3 separate regions of the Mus musculus genome follow, and regions 1 and 2 are each linked to region 3. A link is a contact called in public HiChIP or PLAC-seq and promoter capture Hi-C data. All regions are on one chromosome and are shown on one strand. The core of a region is the stretch at or near the end of the contact, and the rest is flanking DNA. Distances in the headings are between cores, read along the strand shown.

The links. Promoter capture Hi-C pulls out the DNA fragments that hold promoters and counts their contacts. HiChIP or PLAC-seq counts read pairs in DNA pulled down with a chosen protein or histone mark.
Region 1: a contact with region 3 is called in a promoter capture Hi-C map of hippocampal neurons, with 2.1 times the contacts expected there. The contact joins the enhancer-like site here to the promoter of Eea1 in region 3. A contact is called at or near these places in 6 of 39 promoter capture datasets (HPC-7-derived erythroid cells, embryonic stem cells, hippocampal neurons and 2 more), 5 of 115 datasets of contacts at active chromatin or transcription factors (astrocytes, embryonic limb bud, large pre-B cells and 2 more) and 1 of 9 other capture datasets (embryonic stem cells).
Region 2: a contact with region 3 is called in an H3K27ac HiChIP or PLAC-seq map of large pre-B cells, with 3 times the contacts expected there. The contact joins the enhancer-like site here to the promoter of Eea1 in region 3. A contact is called at or near these places in 2 of 39 promoter capture datasets (both in embryonic stem cells) and 4 of 115 datasets of contacts at active chromatin or transcription factors (embryonic limb bud, embryonic stem cells, large pre-B cells and 1 more).

What each region holds. Positions count from the first base shown.
Region 1 is chr10:94,989,988-94,993,523 of GRCm38.p6, forward strand. No RefSeq gene overlaps it. Among named protein-coding and RNA genes, the nearest start is that of Gm40744, 30 kb to the left of the region's middle. Within about 2 kb of position 1,419, at least 149 of the 459 cell types and tissues checked have an H3K27ac peak or open chromatin away from gene starts, as enhancers often do. A contact at or near this core is called in astrocytes, hippocampal neurons, liver and 1 more, where this site is marked.
Region 2 is chr10:95,012,417-95,015,630 of GRCm38.p6, forward strand. No RefSeq gene overlaps it. Among named protein-coding and RNA genes, the nearest start is that of Gm40744, 52 kb to the left of the region's middle. Within about 2 kb of position 1,690, at least 53 of the 459 cell types and tissues checked have an H3K27ac peak or open chromatin away from gene starts, as enhancers often do.
Region 3 is chr10:95,938,518-95,942,035 of GRCm38.p6, forward strand. Eea1 (early endosome antigen 1) reads left to right here and starts at 2,146. Exons shown (of 29, transcript NM_001001932.3): 1 at 2,146-2,455. The coding sequence starts at 2,432.

The DNA of each region.
Region 1 (3,536 bases), core at 169-2,668, 950 kb before region 3:
CGCCCACAAGATTCCTGGACTCTCACAACCCAACAACACCACTCATTATCCCCATCCCCACCCACCTCTCAGAATGATCCCAGCACATTCTCTGGTGACCTGTTCACCCCTTTAGACGGTGCGGTGCTCCCTCAAAGCCTGTCATGTGCACACCCTGCCCTTACTGCCTTTTCTGTATTCTACCAGCTGCTTACTGATGTATAACTACTGCAATGGTGCAGTTACACCCTCTCGTTCTGGAAGCTCTTTGTGAGTTCAGGTCCTTGGGCCTTACTTATAGAGTCTGATTTAGTAAGAACAAAGGTAGGGTCAGGGATATATAGTCTTAGATGCCCCCTATCCCAGTAAACAAAACAAAACAAAACAAAACAAAAAACCAACCCATGACCAAGGCCTCTCAGCCCAGTGCTTTGTCTGTGGATTAAGAGCTACAACTAGAGTTGCCTAACATCTTCTGACCACTTGATAGTTCCTGAGCTGTATCGAGCCCTGTCTATGCAGGCACACCACTAACTCTAGGTTTAAACCACTGACGACTCCATTTTACGCTGTGAACACAGGGGTACAGGGAGCCATCAGTCTGTCCAAGGACACTGTGCCTCCCATCCAAAGCCTGTTCTCAATGCTACGTTTTCCTTTGTCGTCTGCCTGCATGGTCCTGCTGGCCAGATGGCTTTTGTTCTCCAAGTGGCCAACCCCCTCCATTTTTCTGTGGCTTCTGAACACATTGCATAGCTATCAGCTTAAATCCCCTCCAATTGGTTAATCATAGTTTTATAGACCAGCACAGACAGCCTGAGTCCTCTCTCTGTGGTGTTGCAAAGCTAAACTCAGGCGTCAGCTGGGACTTGGTTTTTCGCAAAGCAAGCTTTGGCTTCTCTCCCAGCGCCCTGGCCACTGTCAGAACTCACTTTCTCACAGTTTGGCTCTCAGCTCTCTCCCGGCTAGCCAAATTCCTAATGAACAACCAATCAGAGAAAACTCCACAAGAGTCCTTTTGAGTCTCCAATCTCTTCTGCCAGGAACATTCCAGTCCCTTTAAAGTGTTCAGCTGATTGGGCGAGGCCTGCCTTGGACAAGCTTTAGATTTTTAAGATTGGCAGACCCGGGGATCTTAACCACACCCACAGATTCTCTTCCCAGCAGCCCTCAAGTTCATTGTTTGAACAACGGAGTGGAAGGATGTGTACATTGTGGGCTGTCAATCCACTTTTATTCTGTCACGCTACTTGACCTCCAGGACCCAGCTCAAGTGGTGACTGCTCTCCTCCATCCACAAATCACACACACACACTCCATTTTTCCAGTGGACTATGGTGTTTTTTAAATAAAACACTCCCCCAAACCCGGGTCCATTTTCTGCACCAACCTAGGCTGTTTCTAGAGAGCAGGAGCCTAGACTGGGACATCTGTGTTCCCAGTACCTAGGAGAGCGTCTAGCTTAACACATTCGCTGCTAGAACGATGTGCCAGTTGAGCAAGCTCTCCAGATAAGAGCGTTTCTTTCGGAATCACGTAGGACAATGCTTGCGGGGAAGTGCTAGAAACCTTCAGCGAGGCTGTCTTTGATTCCCCAGGTCTTTGAAGGCAAAGATGAGCTCCAGTTTACTTAAAGCTCCTCTGAGCAGAAGCCTCGGCAACGGTGAGGCGGGTGGACCACTAGGTGTCACTCAAGATTCAATAAAGAGACGCAGGTCCTTAGAAAGCCATTTCTACCTTCCCTGGGGGAGGAAAGTGCTTAGGTGGTCCCCAGCCATTGTTTCTGTTGGTTCACGATCCCTCATTAGCCGCTGTTCTCTCTCTGCGGACGGACGCATTCTGGGTCTAAAATAGGACACCAGGCAGGCACCACGAGAGTTGGAACCTCCCGACTGTCGAATACAGCCTCGCAGTTTTATAGACAGGCAACTGACGTGTGTGTGTGTGTGTGTGTGTGTGTGTGTGTGTGTGTGTGTGTGTGTGGCTTTAGGGTGTGTCTGAGTTCCCTCCTACTCAAAAGTGTCTGAGATCTTTCTCAGGACCAAGACCCCTAGCTCCGGAGCTCTAGAGCCCAAGATGAGGAAGGTAATAGGGAACAAAAAAAGTAATAATCGGCCGTCTTTTTCTTAGAAACGAAGGCCTCAGGAGTGGGGGGACACTGTCTCCTTGGGATCAAGGACTGCAATTAGCCACCGGGCTGAAGGGAAGGGGCTAAGAGAGGGCTTGTGAGGAACAGCTCCTTGGCTTGATCTCTGGTTGAGGTTTTTTTTGTTTTTTGTTTTAAATGGCCCTCTAGAAGTGAAATCTAGGCATAGGGCTCACCAACTGCCAGGTTGTATTTTTCTTCACCCTCGGCAGAGGGCGCCCTTCCCCCGTCTCAGCTCCCTGCTGGGCCAAGGCCTGAGGCCAGCCCGAATCTTTACCCAGCCGTCTTGTGAAGCACCAGGGGCCAGCTGGCTCATTACACTGAGATAATTCCGGACACACTTATGTTTGACCTTGGACGCGGTCTTGAGATGTTCTACCCCTTTGGCCCCTGTGGTTCTAGGGCACATTGCTATCTTAAGTGAATATTGATTTGCCTTTCTTGGTGCTCCTGGGAAATGAGAGGTTACCCCACTGAGAAACCAGTTAAAGAAAGCTTGTTCGGAATGGAGAGTCCTGCCGGGCTTCATACACACACACACACACACACACACACACACACACACAGAGAGAGAGAGAGAGAGAGAGAGAGAGAGAGAGAGAGAGAGAGAGAGAGAGAGAGAGAGAGAAAATCTAATCTATCAATGCAATACATTCTTTTAAAATCTGGGAGCCTCCGGCCCCTCCCCCATTTGATTTGCTCGTTCTTCTTTGCATGAAAAAAAGTCATTCATTCATTCATTTAGTTTTACAACATGTGTTTTTATTAGGCACATTCTGGATGCCAGGGACCTGGCTTGGGAAAGCGGGCTGGCTTGCTGGTTTGGGTGAAGTAACTTGTGGGAAAGGAGATAACTGAAGAGATATTTGTAGGGATAAGAGTGAGCTATGCCTGAGATGACAGCCAGAGAGGAGAGGCAGAATGGGGTGGGGGTGGGGATGACAACAAGCCTTACCTGAACCTCAGCCAGGACTCTTTTCTGCCTCCCCTCCCTCTTGGGTTGCAAACTTAACAAAGGAAGTTGCGAGTTTTTGCTCTCCGCATAGCCCTTCTCTAGGTGAAGCCAGAGGCAGAGTGTGGCTAGACTCTGTTTCCAGCTTTGCACCACACTCCTGGGCTGAGCACCAGCCATTTTGCATGTTGAATTCACATCACTCATTGCCTGTGAGGCTTAACACGCTCTAAAAACAAGATGCCCATCTGGGTGCTGCAGCTGTTTCTCAGTGCTTGCCGAGCAGGTATCAGGATGCAGGTACCAAGGATGCAGGAAGGACCTTAGAGACCAAGGAGGAAGGCTGCTGGCTGAGAGGTGTTACAAAGGGATGATTCTGGGTCTGGGCCTTTAAGAACAGGTGAAATTAAGAATTAGTGTGTTCTGGGGAGACATGAAGAAATGTCTATTGACCCAGAT
Region 2 (3,214 bases), core at 440-2,939, 930 kb before region 3:
CTCCTCTGGCTGGCACTATGCTTCAGCCTGTTCCTTCATCTTGTGAGAGGCTCCAAGGGATCCAATTCCTTGGGGACCATTGTTTCCATAGTGTGATAACCAAAGAAAGGTGAGGCTGTCTTCTTTTTAGAAGATCTTTGTTTGTGCCAGGCTGGCTAAAGGCAATTCCACAAAAGCCCAGCTTTCTTTTAGAAGAATTTGCCTCTTAGAGGTCCCACCATCTCCTAGTGATAGCACTGCCTGGGGACTAAGCCTTTAGCATGCCAGTCTTTGGGAGACATGTATCCAAACATAGTAGAACACATCTTTAGGAGGCCTATGGTGTTCAGCTTTGAGAACCAACCTCTGTGTTAGACAGATCTGGCTGTCAAAGCCTTTGAGCATGAAACAACATAAATCTGATACGGAAAGACGAACTATAAAGACACAGGCTAAGAAAAGGGAACCTGGGTTAGTTAGCATCTTTACTGATGCCATTTCCAAACTGTACAACTGTGGTGAAGTCAACTGAGCTCCCTGCTCTCATGTTCTTTTTAGATAATCAGACATTGCAAAGGTTGTACAATGACTAACAAAAAACCATGAATGAAAAACCTTAGCTAAGCCAGGTGTGGTAGCATACGCCTTTGGTCCCAGCATGAGGAATACAGAGACAGGCAAGTGGATCTCTGTGAGTTCAAGGCTAGCCTGGTCTGTGGATTGAGTTCCAGGACTGTTAAACAAATAAACTCCATTTGGAAGAGAGAAAAAAAGAAGAATATATAGAGAGAGAACAGAAAAAAAACAGAGAGAGGGAGAGAGAGACAGGGAGGGAGGGAGAGAGAGACAGGGAGGGAGGGAGGGAGGGAGGGAGGGAGGGAGAGAGAGAGAGAGAGAGAGAGAGAGAGAGAGAGAGAGAGAGAATGAATCCAAGCCCCCAGGCTACATGCTGACAGGTCCCAGACAGAGGGCACTGTAGCCTTCTTTGCAACCCACCCCACCCCTGGAGAATGGAGCTGGCTAAGTCTCTGCTAAGAATAGAATTCCCTTGGCTCTTGTTTTTCAGCTCAGAGAATATCAGATTTGCTTGCTTCTTGGCTGTGTCTGTCTTTTGCTTCCTTTAAGGTGTCTTTTTAGGTTTTTTAAAATTAAAAAAAAAAAAAAAGAAAGAAAAAAGAAAAAACAAACTTAACATTTCTACTACTCCCAATGTCTTCTCAGAGAGCGTAGCGTTTGATCGTGCCGAGTCCAGGAGGTAGATGCGGCGGATACTTCTGATCTTCTGGGCTGCTTTTGGAACGCCAGAGTGTTACTAGGCTTTCTCGGTTGATGCCAAGCAATCTAGCTGTAAGTTGAAGAAAAAAATAACGAAGAAGCCCTTGGAAGGAAACGGTGTTTAGTACGTGGTTGGAGGTGGGGAGTGAGAAGTTTCCTCTGGGCTGAGGCTGACAAGAGGAAACCAAAAAGAAAAAACATGGATGTAACAGAAGAAGAAAATGTTTTTAATGGAAAGGCTTCCCAGAGATGGAAAGAGACCGAAGGTCTTGGCCTCCGTCATTTCTATTGTCCATCTGAGGGTGTGCATGGTGCCCTGTGCCTCTCTCTTCCTCCGCCGATTCTTCTAATTCTTGAGGGCATTAGGAGATGGGGCTGATTCATCACTTGGACTGAAGCAGGAGGGCTTGGCCCAGGCAGCTCTGCCTCAGACTGAAGGCCAGATTAATACCGTTAGTGGAAAGTGTTCCAACTGAATGGGGGAGCAGGGCTCTGGCAAGGTCACTTTCCATCAGGGCCTGCCAAAGCTGATGTCACCAGGAACTTGCAACCTGCATCTGATTTCTCCCTTTCTTTTGTACTTTTTGTTTTGATTTGTTCTTTTGAGACAGGGTTTCTCTGTAGCCCTGGCCATCCTGGAACTCACTCTGTAGACCAGACTGGCCTTAAACTCAAAGATCTGCCTGCCTCTGCCTCCGAAGTGCGGGGCATTTTATACTTTTTTTTTTTTTAAAGGCACAGAATGATGTCCCCAAAGCTCACCTCTCATCGTTCATTCAAGAGGAAGCTTATTTTTAATTTTTCCACCAATTCTACTGTACTACCCAACTTAGTTTTTAAAGACTGCATGTCCCAACTTATGCTAACGAGACAGCAGGCACCCACTGTGGTTCTACGGTGGGTTAGGAAATGAGGTTGGATAAGCAAGGGCAGCCAGGTGTGGTGCCAGGCCTGCCATCAAACTGAACAAGAGGCGTGAGAGTCACGTGCATAGATCAGTGCAAGGAAGATGATTCTTCGGAGCTTTTGGAGAAGTGGGAGGCAAGTGAGGTCTTGAGTGGTCTGGGAAGACTGCCTGGAGGGGGTGATCTGTGAGGAAGATGGGTAAGCAGAGGGAGGCATAGGAAGGGCATTCCAGAATGGACACTAAAACAGTAAACAGAACAAGTAGTGATGTAAACGGGCTGTCTGTCAGGGTGTCCTGCCCCCGGGTGTAGAGGTAGCCTTGATATAAACACTGTAGTCCAAGCCTTTCTCAAAGTTTATCTCCTGGGTAAAAGGGTGATTGATGCTTTCCTGAGATCACCTCAGACACTTTGCCTGCAGCATCTCTGTTCCAGCTAAGTTCCATGGGCCAATCCCTAAGAGCCAATGGGACACCCACTGAAAGGGTGACACCCCACTATAAGGGTGACCTTAGAGGCCAACTGGACAACCACTGTAAGGGTGGCCCTAGGGGCCAATGGGACACCCACTGTAAGGGTGATCCTAGAGGCCAATGGGACACCTGCTGTAAGGGTGACCCTAGGGGCTAATGGGATATTTACTGTAAGGGTGATCCTAGAGGCCAATGGGACACCTGCTATAAGGGTGACCCTGGGGGCTAATGGGATACTTACTGTAAGGGTGACCCTAGTAGACAATGGGACACCTGCTGTAAGGGTGATCCCTAGGGGCCACTGGGACACATGTTGTAAGGGTGACTCTGGTAGAAAATGGGACACCCACTGTAAGGGTAACCCTAGGGGCCAATGGATACCCACTGTAAGAGTGACCATAATAGACAATGGGACACCGCTGTAAAGGTAACCCTAGGAGACAGCAGGATACCCACTGTAAGGGTGACTCTAGGTTGCTCCTTTGCAGGGACAGCACTTGACTCTAAGTGTGAGTGTATTCCCTTGCAGTGAAGTCTCTGGCAAATGGCTGGTAGCTGCTGGTATCCTTGGATATCCTCTGA
Region 3 (3,518 bases), core at 896-3,395:
TTCCACTGTGTTAATAGATTTTCTAATGTGGATAGACCCTGTTCTATTTGATGTCCTAGGCTTTTGAGAGAGGTTTTGCAACTGCAGAATCAGTTATACAGATTAGTAGTGGAGAACAGAACATAAATTATCACAGACTGAGGGAGTCTCCTGCCTTTCCTATCCTGGAAGAGCCCCATACTAGAAGCCTCCCTCAAGGTGAGAGTGGCAAAAGATGAGGCTCCTGGGAAGGATCATGAAAGGGAGGGTCGGGGTGTCCTGCAGCTGGCAGCCCAAGGAGGCCTGGTGTGCCTTTAAAAGAAGAGCAGGTGGGGAGGAGGCCTCCAAACGGGAGTCAGGAGGGGACTGGGGGGTCAGAGTCAGAAATAGGAGAATGATCGGGTGGTTGGGGTTGATAAGAGGATCCGCTTCAGGTGTGAGCTGGGCTCAGCAGTGGATCTGGTGACATGTATTTTTGCCTGGCTGGTGTTCTAGGTGTAGAGGGTGGCAGCATAACTCCCTTGACGGTGCTGCTAGGACCAGAGGCCAACACTTGTCCTGCACCTTAGTTTCATTTACTTTCTCTGAAACAAAAATGGTGGTGTTGGGGGAGAGATCTGGTCAGTAAGTTTTTAAATTCTGGGATTTGGGACTCCTTCAGGCCAGAATGTGGGATACTGGTCCAGGTGTCCTGGTTTATTAGAGACCACACGTTGCCCTTTGTGCATAAGAGGAAGGCTGAAGTAGCCTTCAGCAGGCCAGCCCACCTGAAGTGAAGACCAATCAAGGGTACACAAAGTAGTTAATTTTCCCGTTGAGATCTGTTCTCCAGACTCGTGAGCTTTCCTCTGGAGACTCTTAAAATGAGAGTTCATCAGATTCAAGGGGTTTTCTGGGTAGAAGAATTTTGACCCATGATTTTAAATTTCTCAAGAACAATGAACAGCACAAGCAATCTACACAATACAAAAATAGGACAAAGTTCTCAAATCTGGTAGCCCCCCCACCCCCACAATCCTGACCTAACAGCGTCCTGGAGGCCCCACCGACTCAGAAACTGACACTGCATTTAGCTTTTCCACAAGTCCCTAGGATTATTAGCTACAGATAGAGAAACCTTACCTGAGGTATTCAATGCTTTCCCCCACCCCACAATCTAGGCATCCCCAGTTCCCAGCCTTTCTGATTGCTCTCTCAGCTCCCAGGTCACTAGGTACTGTCAGTATCCCAAGTTTCACCTTGTGCAGTTTAGTCATCTAGAACCTGGCAGAGGCCTCCCAAGCACTGGAATTGCCTGGGAGAGAAACACTTATAACAGAGCAACCCCGAATGCACATTACAGAGAGTTTCTAGAGACAAAGAACACAGAAAACTCACATCCTAGCTGGCAGTTGAAGGAGGAAGCAAGCAAGTGGTTAAACAGAAGCCAAGGACACGAAGTTAGCTGGGGTATTTCTACCCCTTGCTTTTAGAACATAGTTAGGTGCTTTCCCACGGAAGGGCTAGTAAAAGTGTGTGTGTTTCAGCTTAAAACAAGGATGGCTCCAGCTGAAATAAGATGAAGAAACCTTTGCCCTGTCACAAAAGGATAAACCCAAACTTCTCTAGTTAATCCCAAACCCAGCCTCCTCCCATGTTTTATTGTTGCTCTGATTGCAATCAGAAGCAGGAAGGAAGCGGGTAACCTGGGTATGGAAAAGCAGGGGGAAGCCCAACACAGTTAAGTAAGCCTTGGTTTCTCGGGTCCACAATGGCTTGGAGTTTAGAGGTCGAATCAGCCTTTCCAGCCAAGAGGAGGATCCGGCTCGGGGTTGCTGCACTAAGAGCGCTAGCAAACTTCCATCCTAGGCTGGGGCTCAGCTGAAGTTAGCTCTAAAACCTGTTCTTCCATCCCCGTGTGGGGGACACCTCCAGGCGGGACCCGTGAGGTCCCCACGCATCTTCTCCATCAGAACACCAGGCAACCCTCAACATTCCCGAGCAGGGTCCGGCACCCAAGGTCCAAGCTCTCGGCGGAAGAAGCCAAGGCACCAGCTTCCTGTGGCCTGTCTCTCACACTAGCCCCGCTTCCGATTGGTCGAAGCCTCGGGCCGGCCCTCCCTCCGGCCCCGCCCTCCCCGCGGATGGACAGGCCGAGGAGGCGGGGCTGCAGCGGCTCCGCCCCTCGGCCCCGGGCGGGCGGGCCCGCCCAGCTGTCAGTTACGGGGGCGGCCCGGCAGGCGGGCGCTCGCTGGCTCCCTCCTCGCTGGCTCGTGCTCGTGAGCCTCTCGCCGCCTGTGGGGAAGTCGGGGCCGCCAAAGCCGCGTCCACCGCCGCCTCTTCCCCGCCCTCCTCCCTCCCGGCTCGGCTGCCGGCCCCTCGCGCCCTCCAGTCGTGAGTAACCCGCATAAGGGCGCGGAGAGTCCCCGCGGCGGCGGCGGCGGTGACGGCGGCGGCGGCGGCCGGCCAAACCATGTTTCGAAGGATCTTGCAGAGGGTAAGAGTGAAACCGTCCTTCCGGCAGCACGTGAGCGCGAGCGTCCGAGCCCGGCCGCGGGGCAGCCCGGGCTGGAGGGCGGGGGCGCTCAGAGCTCCGCTAGGCCCGGTGACAGCGTGCGCCGAGGCCTGCTGGTCCTGCCGGAGCCGGGCTGCGGGTGGGGCGGGGCGCAGGCCGGAGCCCGGAGGGCCTCCAGCCTCGGCTCCCGCGCTCGGGGCTGTCACCACGGGCTGGAGGGTGTGGTGCCCGCGCGCGCCCCTCCCCGCTCCCCGCTCCCGGCTCCGCGCCCGTGGGTGCTCGGCTGCGGGCGGCTGCGGGGCCCTTCCCTGCCCCAGCGTGCCACCACCTTCCCACGACACGCACCTGCCTGTCTGCCTCCTTACTCATCTATCTGCACGGTACAGGAGGGTCATGGGAGACCCGGCCTAGTCCTGGGACTTGAAGACGCTGAACTGCCAAAGTCGGTGGAGAAGGAAGATATTACTCACTGTTGGAAAGTTTCTTTTAAGAATTACAAGTGCATTTTCCTCTCCAAGACCCAGAACCTCATTTTAGTTATCCAGGACTAAATGGCTCAAACGGCAGATACACTCCAGTTTAGTTTCCACCAGGGCTATCTCAATGTAAAATCTGGGAAATCTTGAGGGTAAAAAGGTAAGAGCGTTGGAAAGCCGTAGATGTTTTGTTTAGGTACCAGTTCCTAGAATAACATAATTAAAATCGCTTCTAATAAGAGTTGCCTACTCAAGTGTTTTGGATAGCTTCCATTCGCTCCCTTCTGCAGCTGGTTAATGTAAAGAGATGTTACCTAGAGAGTAGGAGAATTAGTTCAAAGGACAAGAACTTACTGAATGTGTAGCATTTAGTTAAGAAATGTGCCAAGGAGGGTTGAGTCAGCCAGTACACAGGAAGGGAAGATTCTGTTTAGACAGCTTCTGTGAAACATTGAAGTCATCTGGTCATACATCAGAGGAAACATAGTTAACGTCTGCTCTGGCCCTCTGTGGGGACATTGGATTTTTTTTTTTTTCCTTTTGCAATCGTTTTTGGTAGTTTTTTTGAA